Regions from separate parts of the Sus scrofa genome. Here region 2 is linked to region 1. A link is a contact called in public Hi-C data. All regions are on one chromosome and are shown on one strand. The core of a region is the stretch at or near the end of the contact, and the rest is flanking DNA. Distances in the headings are between cores, read along the strand shown. Region 1 holds the start of CCT2 (chaperonin containing TCP1 subunit 2). Region 2 holds the start of RAB21 (ras-related protein Rab-21).

Region 1 (5,571 bases), core at 2,282-4,781:
ACCCAACTAGTTCCATGAGGACCCAGGTTTGATCCCTGACCTCGCACAGTGGGTTAAGGATCCAGCATTGCGGTGAACTGTGGTGTAGGTCGCAGACGTGGCTCAGATCTCACATTGCTGTGGCTGTGGGGTAGGTTGGCAGCTAGAGCTCTGATTTGACCCCTAGCCTGGGAACTTAGATACACTGTGGATGCGGCCCTAAAAAGACCAAAAAAAAAAACAAAAAAAAAAACAAAAACCCTTGGTTGGGCAGAGGTGCTGGTTTCTCTGTCACCCAGAGTCTCAGACTTGCCTGCTGGAGAACATTATAATATTTCCAGGTATGTGATTCTGCACACAATAAAAACAGCTGTTTTCAATATTGTGCAGGCATCTTAGCTTCTTGTGACTCTTCTCCTTCTGGTGTGTGTGATTTGAGATCTGCTGATTGAGTTGCATTCCTAAGAGAAGAACAAGTTTTCCTGCAAAAAATAGAGAACTCTTGATAGATTTAAAATAACAGTTCGTCCAATCTGAACATCCTTTTTCATGATGGACCTTGGACATAGTGTAAACCAGGGTCAGGAAACTATTTCTGTAAAGGATCAGAGAGTAAATATCTTAGGCTTAATAGGCTATAGAGTTCATTTCAAATACTCAATCTTCCATTGTATAACTCTGTATTGTATTGCCCAGTATAAAAATGAATGAGTTTGCTTGTCTTCCAATCAAGCTTTATGGACACCAAAATATAAATTTCATGTAATTTTCAGAGTTCCCGTTGTGGCTCAGCAGAAAGGAATCTGGCTGGTAACCATGAGGTCTCAGATTTGATCCCTGGCCTCCCTCAGTGTGTTAAGGATCTGGTGTTGGTGTGAGCTGTGGTGTAGGTCACAGATTCGGCTTGGATCCTGCGTTGCTGTGGCTGTGGCGTAGGCTGGCAGCTGTAGCTCTGATTAGACCCCTAGCCGGGAAACCACCATATGCTGCAGGTGTGGCCCTAAAAAGCAAAAATAAATTGGAGTTCCCGTTGTGGCACAGGGGTTAGCGAATCCGACTAGGAACCATGAGGTTTCAGGTTTGATCCCTGGCCTTGCTCAGTGGGTTAAGGAGACGCCACTCAGATCCCGTGTTGCTGTGGCTCTAGCTGTAGGCGGGCAGCTACAGCTCCGATTAGATCCCTAGCCTGGGAACCTCCATATGCCGTGAATGCGGCCCTAGAAAAGGCAAAAAGAAAAAAAAAGCAAAAATAAATAAACTGAGTCACCTTGCTGTACAGTAGAAAATTGACAGAACACTGTAAATGAGCTATAATGGAAAAAATAAAAATCATTATAAATAAATAAATTTCATGTAATTTTTAATGTATCACAAAAGTTTTTGTTTTTGATCAAAATGTGAAAATCTTTTTTTTTTTTTTTTTGGTCTTTTTGCCGTTTCTTGAGCTGCTCCCACAGCATATGGAGGTTCCCAGGCTAGGAGTTGAATCAGAGCTGTAGCCACCGGCCTAAGGCCAGAGCCACAGCAACGCGGGATCCGAGCCGCGTCCGCAACCTACACCACAGGTCACGACAACGCCAGATCATCAACCCACTGAGCAAGGCCAGGGATCGAACCCGCAACCCCATGGTTCCTAGTCAGATTCGTTAACCACTGAGCCACGACGGGAACTCCTGAAAATCATTTTTAACTCTCTGGCCATACAAAATCAGGTGGTGAGTTGGATTTGGCTCCCCATGGTTTTTCAACCCCTGGAGTAAATTAACCTTTTTAGAATTTTATCTGAAGGGTAGAAACAATAATTGAAAAATCTATTAATGTTAATAATTGCCAAAATCCAAGTGCTCCCTAGGTGAATAGTTTTTTTTTTTTTTTTTTTTTTGGCTTTTTAGGGTGGCACCCTTGGCATATGGAAGTTCCCAAGCGAGGGGTCAAATCGGAGCTACAGCTGCTGGCCTACACCAAAGCTCACAGCAATGACAGATCGTTAACCCACTGAGTGAGGCCTGGGATCGAACCCACATCCTCACGGATCCTAGTCGGGTCTGTTAACTACTGAGCCACGGAGGGAACTCCTAAATAGATTTTTTTTTTAAGCACAAATATTCTACTTTGAACATCCTAGAGGGTCAACGTAAGGAAAATAGAAAACTTCTTAATAAACAGAAATATTTACGATTGATCTTGCTCTCTACCACAGCTTAAGAGGATGTTGGTCATCCCTACAACTGTGAGTGATGGTGCTGGTGGTGGTGAGCCCTCCTAAAAATGAGCAAGCAGGGCAAAGACAAAGTAAATGTCTCTGTCAGAGCTCACAAGACCTTGTCCTGGTCAGTCCAATTAAAAAGTGTTCTAAAATTCAATAAAAGAAATGCAATTCTTGGAGTTCCTGTTGGGGGTCAGTGGTAATGAACCTGACTAGTATCCATGAGGATGCGGGTTCCATCCCTGGCCTCACTCAGTGGGTTAAGGATCTGGCATTGCTGTGGCTGCTGTGTAGGCCGGTGGCTACAGTTGTGATTCAATCCCTGACCTGGAAACTTCCATATATCTCCAGTGAGGCCCTAAAAAGACAAAAAACAGAAGCAAACAAAACAGAAATCTGTGTTCCTCTGTATTAATAATGCTCAAAATTGGAGTTCCCGTCGTGGCGCAGTGGTTAACAAATCTGACTAGGAACCATGAGGTTGCGGGTTCGGTCCCTGCCCTTGCTCGGTGGGTTAACGATCCGGCGTTGCCGTGAGCTGTGGTGTAGGTTGCAGACGCGGCTCGGATCCCTCGTTGCTGTGGCTCTGGTGTAGGCCGGTGGCTGCGGCTCCGATTGGACCCCTAGCCTGGGAATCTCCATATGCCGTGGGAGCGGCCCAAGAAATAGCAGGAAAAAAAAAAAATAATTAAAAAAAAATAATGCTCAAAATTAAACTAGCAGTAAAATATTATAACACTTTAAATTGTGTATATGTAGCACCTCAAGGCAAAAATTTTTTAAGGTTAAATTTAAGAAAAAAACCCTCCGCGTTCCCATGGTGGCTCAGCGGTAAAGAATCCGACTAGTATCCATGAGGACGCAGGTTCGATCTCCTGCCTCACTCAGTAGGTTAAGGATCCAGTTTTGCCGTGAGTTGTGGTGTAGGCCGCAGACTCCACTCAGATCCCACGTTGCTGTGGCTGCGGTGTAGGCCGGCAGCTATAGCTCCGATTAGACCCCTAGCCTGGGAACTTCCATTTGCCTCAGCGCAGCCCTAAAAAGAAAAAAAAAATTAAAACTTGCAAGAGAAATCTCCGTTGCTATGGCAACCCCCAAGGGCGGCGAGGCGTCTCTTCCATCTTGGGGCGTTCTGCTTCCAAACCGCTAGTTCCCAAGCAAAACGTCACACCCTCCTTTCCTAGTCCTGAGCAGGTGGCTCCGCAAGGGGCAGAGGGCAGCCAAGGCCCCGCCCCTCGAGCTTGACTGGCAGCGTTTCCGACCCGCGGGGCTCCCTTCGAAATGCTGCCCCTTCCCTTCCCCCCAGGGCGGCGCCCATAAGGAGCCGCGCGCCGGCCCGGGCTCCGCCCCCTGCGGGAGAGCGTGTGGCGTCACTTCCGGCCTCTTTTCCCTCTGGACCGGATCGCGAGCTGTGAGGGGTGCGCGTGTGTACCGAACTCCTCGGAACCATGGTGAGTCTGGTCCCGCAGTCCCTGCCCAAGGCCCCCAGTGCCGCGCCGCCCTCTGCCCATCTCTGTGTTCCCAACGACGCGGGCTCCCTGAGTCTGTCCCCCGGGGCCGCAGCACATGGCGCAGGCCGCGGCGTGTGGCCTGCGCCGGGCCGGCGTGTGAGGCCCCCGGTGCGGGCCCGAGGGAGGAGTGGGCCTTAAGGCCAGCGTCTTATTCGGAGTCGGCCTCTCCGCAGTCTCAAACCTCAAGGGCCGCGTTTCACCCCAAGCAGAGAAATTTCTAGTGCACCGGGCGGGTCGGCGAGGCGGACCCCGCCCTCCCCCTCGGGGCGGAGCCTGGAGCGGCCGGAGGGCGAAGCTGGAAGCGGGGCCGCTGTGTTCCCTCGTCCGCCTGGCGGTCGTCGCGCGAGTGGGCTACAACCCCGGCCACCTCATTTTTAAAATCATCTTTGAACTTGCTGTACACCGATAATCTCTCTGACGTAGAATTTTTATTTTTGGAGCATTTGTGGTTCTAAACAGCAGTGTCACTTTAGTCCCTCCCTCCGCTTTAAATACCGCCCCGGTGATGAAGAGCTTCATTTGTTTAAAAAAGGACGCTATTCTGCAAACTGATTTTCTCTTAGATAGCAACTGGTAAGTCTAGTGGAAGGTATCCAAGTATATGTGTTAAGGAGTACTGGTACTTAGACTGATTCTTGTTTGTCCCTTTTAGGCGTCCCTTTCCCTGGCACCTGTTAATATCTTCAAGGCTGGGGCTGATGAAGAGAGAGCAGAGACAGCTCGTCTGGTAAGCCTCGTTCTTATTCTTTAAAAGATACAATAGTGGAGGGGGATGTTCGTTTTTTGTTTTTTTGTTTGTTTTTTCACAATTTAAGACTCTTAAGTTGATTTTCATCATCTCTTTAATCTTTACTCCAGTCCTCTTTTATTGGTGCCATCGCTATTGGAGACTTGGTAAAGAGCACGTTGGGACCCAAGGGCATGGTAAGAAAAATAGGGATTTTTAATACTGTTTTAGAACTTTTTGTAGAAATGTAATAGCATGCTTTTTGAAGACGCTTTTAAATATTTAATTGTTGATTATACTTAAAGACTTGTGTGTATTTTCCTTATTAAAAATCAGTGACTAAAGTCCTCTTTCATCTCAAATGCCACTCCCCTCCCCAGTCCTTTTGGACATAAACATAATCAATGCCTTTGTTCTTATGTAGAGGTAAGGGTATCTTATGTGTTAGGTGTTTTTTATGTATTGTCATTGTAACAGAACGTTGTTTTATCTCTTCACAGATAATATTTGTATGTACTTTTTCTGTAACTTGGTTTTTTTAAATTCCTTTCGGTGTAAATGTACCCGTCCTCTTTGCCAAATAGTATTCTGCATGTTGCTTATTTTATGGTTTGTATTTATTACTTTGTTGTGAGAAATAGTTTGCATCTGTTGCCTTCGCTATTACATTGTAGAAACAGCCTTGTTCATAGCTCTCTCTTCTTTTGTTTTTAAGGGCTGAACCCACAGCATATGTAGGTTCCCAGGCTAGGGGTCAAATCAGAGCTGTAACTGCCAGCCTACCCCACAGCCACAGCAACATGGGATCCGAGCCTCATCTGCGACCTATACCACAGCTCACGGCACTGCCGGATCCTTAACCCGCTGAATGAGGACAGATATTGAACCCAAGTCCTCATGGATACTAGTCAGGTTTGTTACTGCCGAGGCACAGTGGAAACTCCAGGCTCTGTTCTTCTAGTATTAGGGATAGACGCCAGGTTTTGATTTTGGGGATGTATGCAATGAAAAAATTTGAATGGATGCTGCCAAATAACCATCCAGAGTATTTACCCATTAGCAATGTGTGAGAGTATGGATTGACCTATTCGTTCTTCCATATGTGTTCGTATCTTTTTTGGAGGGGGTCGTAACCAAGGCAAGCAGAA
Region 2 (5,235 bases), core at 1,162-3,661, 1.9 Mb after region 1:
CGGAAAAAATAAAAATCATTAAAATTAACAAAATTTTTAAAAAATGAAGTCTCTTCCTGATTCTGGAAGAATCCACGAACATGCAAAGACTCTGAGAGAGGAATACAGAGAGAAATAGAGAATACATCCTCAGATGCAATCATGAAGATATTTTATAAAAAAATAAGTTCTCTTTAATGGCTGATTCTAAGTAAATTGAAGTAATATCATCCTTCTCCAATCCATTCTTCATTTTGTTTTGTTTTGTTTTGTTTTGTTTTTCCTTTTTAGGGCCACACCCAAGGCATATGGGAGTTCCCAGGCTAGGGGTCAAATCGGAGCTGCAGCTGCCGGCCTACGCCCCAGCCACAGTACCACAGGATCTCAGCTGCATCTGTGACCTACACCACAGCTCACAGTGGCAATACTGGATCCTTAACCCACTGAGTAAGGGCAGGGATCAAACCCACATTCTCATGGATACTAGTCAGGTTTGTAACCCGCTTAGCCACAATGGGAACTCCCTCCCATCCATTTTTCAAATTACAGCCAGAGTGATTTTTTAAAAGTCAAATCTGATTATATCATCTCCTTATTAAAACCCTTCATTTGCTGAAAGGACCTTTCAGTATTGATTCCTGGCTTCCATACCAATGCCGGTTTCATCTGAAGCTCTCTGCATTCTTACCACACTTCTCATCCTCATGTACTCATTCCTATCTGAAAGCAATAGTACACCCTTGGAGTTCCCGTCGTGGCGCAGTGGTTAACGAATCCGACTAGGAACCATGAGGTTGCGGGTTCGGTCCCTGCCCTTGCTCAGTGGGTTAACGATCCGGCGTTGCCGTGAGCTGTGGTGTAGGTTGCAGACGCGGCTCGGATCCCACGTTGCTGTGGCTCTGGCGTAGGCCGGTGGCTACAACTCCGATTCGACCCCTAGCCTGGGAACCTCCATATGCCGTGGGAGCGGCCCAAGAAATAGCAAAAAGACAAAAAAAAAAAAAAAAATAGTACACCCTACTCTCTGCTTGCAAAGCTCTCCTTCCTTTTTGCCTAGGTTACTCCTACTCAAAAGTAACATTTTCCCAGAAGCCTCCCCTATATGCTGAACCATTTGGATCCCCATATACATTTGCAACATAGCTGAACTGCTTTATCAGGATGAAAGCATTCCTTATATAATGAATGTGTCTGTCTTCCCTGCTAAAATGTAAGCTCTATGACATAGGCATTGTATCTTGTTCATACAGTGCCTGGCATATGTGGGCACCTTCAAATATTTGTTGAATGAATGAATGGACTATCTGGTTTGAAGTGGAAAAGGAGTCTCATAAAAAATATTTGCCTAAATGACATCAAATTTCTAGTTGCAAACTTTTAGCACTAGTATGGTTTCTTGGAAGAGTATGTTTCATGAAAGAAAGAGGATGCAGATGAGGAAATATAAGCAATCATCAAAGAAGCCAGGCCTATCAAGGTGGTATCAATACAGTATGTCAAAAACTTCATGGGGCAGAGTTTCCTAGTGGCCTAGTTGTTAAGGATCCCAAGTTTCCACTGCTGTGGTTTGGGTCACTGGGGTGGCTGGGGTTTGATCTCTGTTAGGGGAACTTCTGCATGATGCAGACACAGCCCTTCTCCCTCCCCCCCCCAAAAAAAACCTTCATAGGGAAAAAAAAGATCTTCATGGAAGACAGAAAAACTGGGAAACCAAGGCATAATGGTTTAAAATGTATCATTCATTCCCAAATATTTATATAATGACTATTATGTGCCTGGCATTGGGATTCAGAAGCTCAAAGGTGGAGCAAGTTCTCACGTAGTTTTTGTCTTTAACAAATTTACAGCCTAGTAAAAATATTCAGCAAAGTAATTTCCAAGTAAGCGCTGCTAGAGAGGTTCTGCCAATGTTATGAATTACCTAACTCAGGTGGGTAAGAAAGGGATGGAAGGATAGAAGGAGAAGGATGGGTAGTCAGGGAAGCCTTTGAGTTTAAGCTGACACCTGAAAGATGAGGAAGAGTCCAGGTGGTCTGGGGGAACTTGAAGTTCAATAGCTAGGATTTGGGACCCCACAGAGAAATACTATCAAGATACTGACGGCACCTTGGCAGATTCGGCTTATGGGGACACTGGATGGGAGAGGTCATTAGCATTGCGAATATTCTCTAGGCATGAACAACATTCTGCACTTCAACATTCCACCTGAGCTGGGGTTGCTTGAAATTATTCATTCCTTATTCCTGCTCCCAGCAACTGCAGAGTGGTGTGCCCCGCAGACACCCTAGGTCTGCAGGCGAGACCGGCAGGAGTTAACTCCACTCTCGTCCAACTCACTGCGGGTGGGGGCGGGAGTGGGGAAGAGGCCCCAGAAGCCCCGCCCACATCCAGACACGTTAATCTACGCCGCGTCCCAGGGGCCGCACGCGGCCGCGGCGATCATGTGACCCGAAGTGTGACGTAGGAGGAAGGAGACGCCATTAGAGGGAGGCGGAGAGGGACAGCTCTGCCTTTCCTCGGATACCTGACGTGGTGGCTGGGGCCCGTCATTCTCGGACTTTACCTCGGTCCTTCCAGGCCTTGCCCAGAGGAGGGAGTGGAGACGGCGCCCGGGATTGGCGGCGCCGATGCGGAGGGGCCTGTGTCGGCCGAGGCTGTGAAGGAGCTGCGGTGGCCGTGGGGCGCTCGGCACGGCTCTAGGGCTCGGGCGTTAGGGACGCGACGGGATGGCTGCGGCCGGCGGCGGCGGGGCGGCGGCAGCCCGAGCCTACTCGTTCAAGGTGGTGCTGCTGGGGGAAGGCTGCGTGGGAAAGACGTCGTTGGTGCTGCGCTACTGCGAGAACAAGTTCAACGACAAGCACATCACCACTCTGCAGGTGCGGGCCCCGGGGAGCGGGAGTGGCGCCTTGGGGCCCCTACCCCTCCGGGGCTCAGAGGACTTTGTTGCCACGGTTCTCTGTGTCGCGGGGCTCTCATATCTCAGGCCTGTCACCTCCGCCTTCGGATTCACTTTCCGAATTCGCCCTGGGGACGGCGTTTGTCCGGGCAGCCTGGAGACACAAGGACGGGCTGTTGGGAGGGGAGTGGAAGGGCCCTGAAAAGTCCCCAGTGTGGCCGCGCATGTCGTGGAATCCCCATCGGTGGACTAGTTTTTCCCCTTTGATTCGCTTCCGCTTAGGCCCTAGGTGTCTTCACCCTGCGGTCCACCAGTGTCGGTCCTTTTTCTTTCTTTCGGAATTAGGAATTTAGCTGAGGATTTGATTTTTCGAATTAGGTGATTTATAACTTCAGCTCTTACTGATGACTAAGTGTTTATGCATGTTCCATTTTGTCCTGTCTTCGAGTAATATGGTGATTGGCAAAACATTCATCTCCAGAGGGTTTTTGAAATGACCGCTTGCCGGTGTGGGTTACGCAGTTCCATTGCTGCCTGCGTAGGTCTGACTTGTGGGTCACTTGTATTCAGCGATGTGGGTCGATCCATATTCACATGGAAACGTCATGGTCCTCAAACTAACAGTTTAGCTACAAATACTATTTCTTTGGTTGTAATTTAGGGCCGCCTTTCATCAGCAGATACATCATGGTTAGTCAGAAAAGTGTTAAAATGTAGTCATTAATTGGGAGTGAATTCAGGCTTTTGAGGTGGTTGGAGTCTCCCTCTTCCAAAGAAATCAGTTTGCACGTGTTAGAAGAAAAGTTTCCAACGAATCTGCCCTGATCAATTTAGTCAGAGGCAGTAAAATCTAATGGACTTTTGAGCCTGATGTTTAGGTTCATATCGCAGTTCCATCCCTTTAACTAGCTGTTTGATCTTGGGCAAGTTAATTAACCTCTCTGTGCCTAAGTTTCTTCATCTGTTAAAATGGCCCTGATAGTAATATCTAGCTCTTGGGGTTGTCAGAGCAAATACACATAAAAACACTTAGGACCTGGTCCAGTGTAAGCTCTCTATCTTTATTATTACTACCCCCAATTGCACAATACATCCTAATTAGTGATTGTGTCGTTCATAAGTACATGGACATTATTTAATAGAATGCACAATCTCCTAATTATTGTGACATTTGATGTTTGATGCTATTTTTAAACTACCAAGTCTAGAATTTACAAAGATGCTCTGGTTCTGATTCCATGTTCTATTTTTACTCCTCTGTAAAGCATAATATCTGAAATAGTGAATGTCAGGAAACTGCATTTTTTTTTTCTCATGTCTTTGTATAGGGTCACTTAATGCAATTTTAGTTGTAGTTGAGTTATTAGTGAGATCAGGGAAATTCATAGGATAAATACCTATGGTCAGTTGGAAGTTTAGAAGTTTATTTAGGTAAAGTATAATAATATCTAACATTTAGTTCTTACTGTGCTAGGTATTTTACTTCTGTCTTTTAATTCTTATAACAGCTTTATGAGGTGGATAGTTTTATTAGCCTCATTCTACAGGTGATGAAACAAGTGTGGCAAAATTGAGTAATTTGCTGGCCATCATATTGCCACAAGTCATGGTTCCCAAGCTGAAATTTGAATCCAGTTCTGACTTACTTTGAGCAGTAAGTCACACTCTCTGGATATTGGTGAACAACCCCTTAGTGGGGTTTTTTTTTGAGCTACACATCTTAGAGAAAATAGAAAACCATTGTAACTGAGCTCTTTATTTTTTTTTTAAAGGTAATTTAGCCCTTCAATCTAAAAATTACATGACATTATACATTCTAAAAACATCCTTGAAGCTAAAAGCAGGCTAAAGATTTTTAATTATCTAAGAGAAACCACTGCATTCTACACAGAGAGAATGAAGTTATGGTGGATCTCTAGTATCAAAAACATAGAACTCCTGATTTTAATATTTATATAACTCTCGTCACAAACAGTACCTGGATAATGTTCTAGGTTTGAGGATTTTGCTGCATACCAATGTATGAAAACATCATTACAGCCTTTCTCTTTGTCTTAGCTATCAGTTCATCTTTTCTTTCTTAACAGCTTTTCAGAGAAATTCGACTTTGTTGAGACCCGTAGGACACAATCTTGTATGCTTTTCATTTCTAAATGGAGGGGAGATAATCCTTCATAAGATACGAGGGGAAAAGTTTCCCTTTTTTCTTGTTAATAAAACTACTACCTATCTTTTTAAAAAACTTTGTAAAGTACATTGGCATTCCTATTTTAAAGACTGAGTGGAACCTAAGATAGTTTATGGTGGATTTTCTTTGTGGTGGAGTGGGTTAAGGATCCAGCTTTGTTGCTGCGGGATCC

The links. A called contact is a pair of places that touch in the nucleus more often than the background predicts.
Region 2: a Hi-C map of heart right ventricle shows a contact between it and region 1, with 7 times the contacts expected there. The contact joins the promoter of RAB21 here to the promoter of CCT2 in region 1. A contact is called at or near these places in 1 of 5 promoter capture datasets (liver) and 1 of 47 Hi-C or Micro-C datasets (heart right ventricle).

Annotation. Positions count from the first base shown.
Region 1 is chr5:33,855,006-33,860,576 of Sscrofa11.1, forward strand. CCT2 (chaperonin containing TCP1 subunit 2) reads left to right here and starts at 3,532. Exons shown (of 17, transcript NM_001170520.2): 1 at 3,532-3,636; 2 at 4,349-4,423; 3 at 4,555-4,620. The coding sequence starts at 3,634.
Region 2 is chr5:35,754,862-35,760,096 of Sscrofa11.1, forward strand. It overlaps RAB21 (ras-related protein Rab-21), which reads left to right and starts at 2,412. Exons shown (of 7, transcript XM_003481659.4): 1 at 2,412-2,855. The coding sequence starts at 2,706.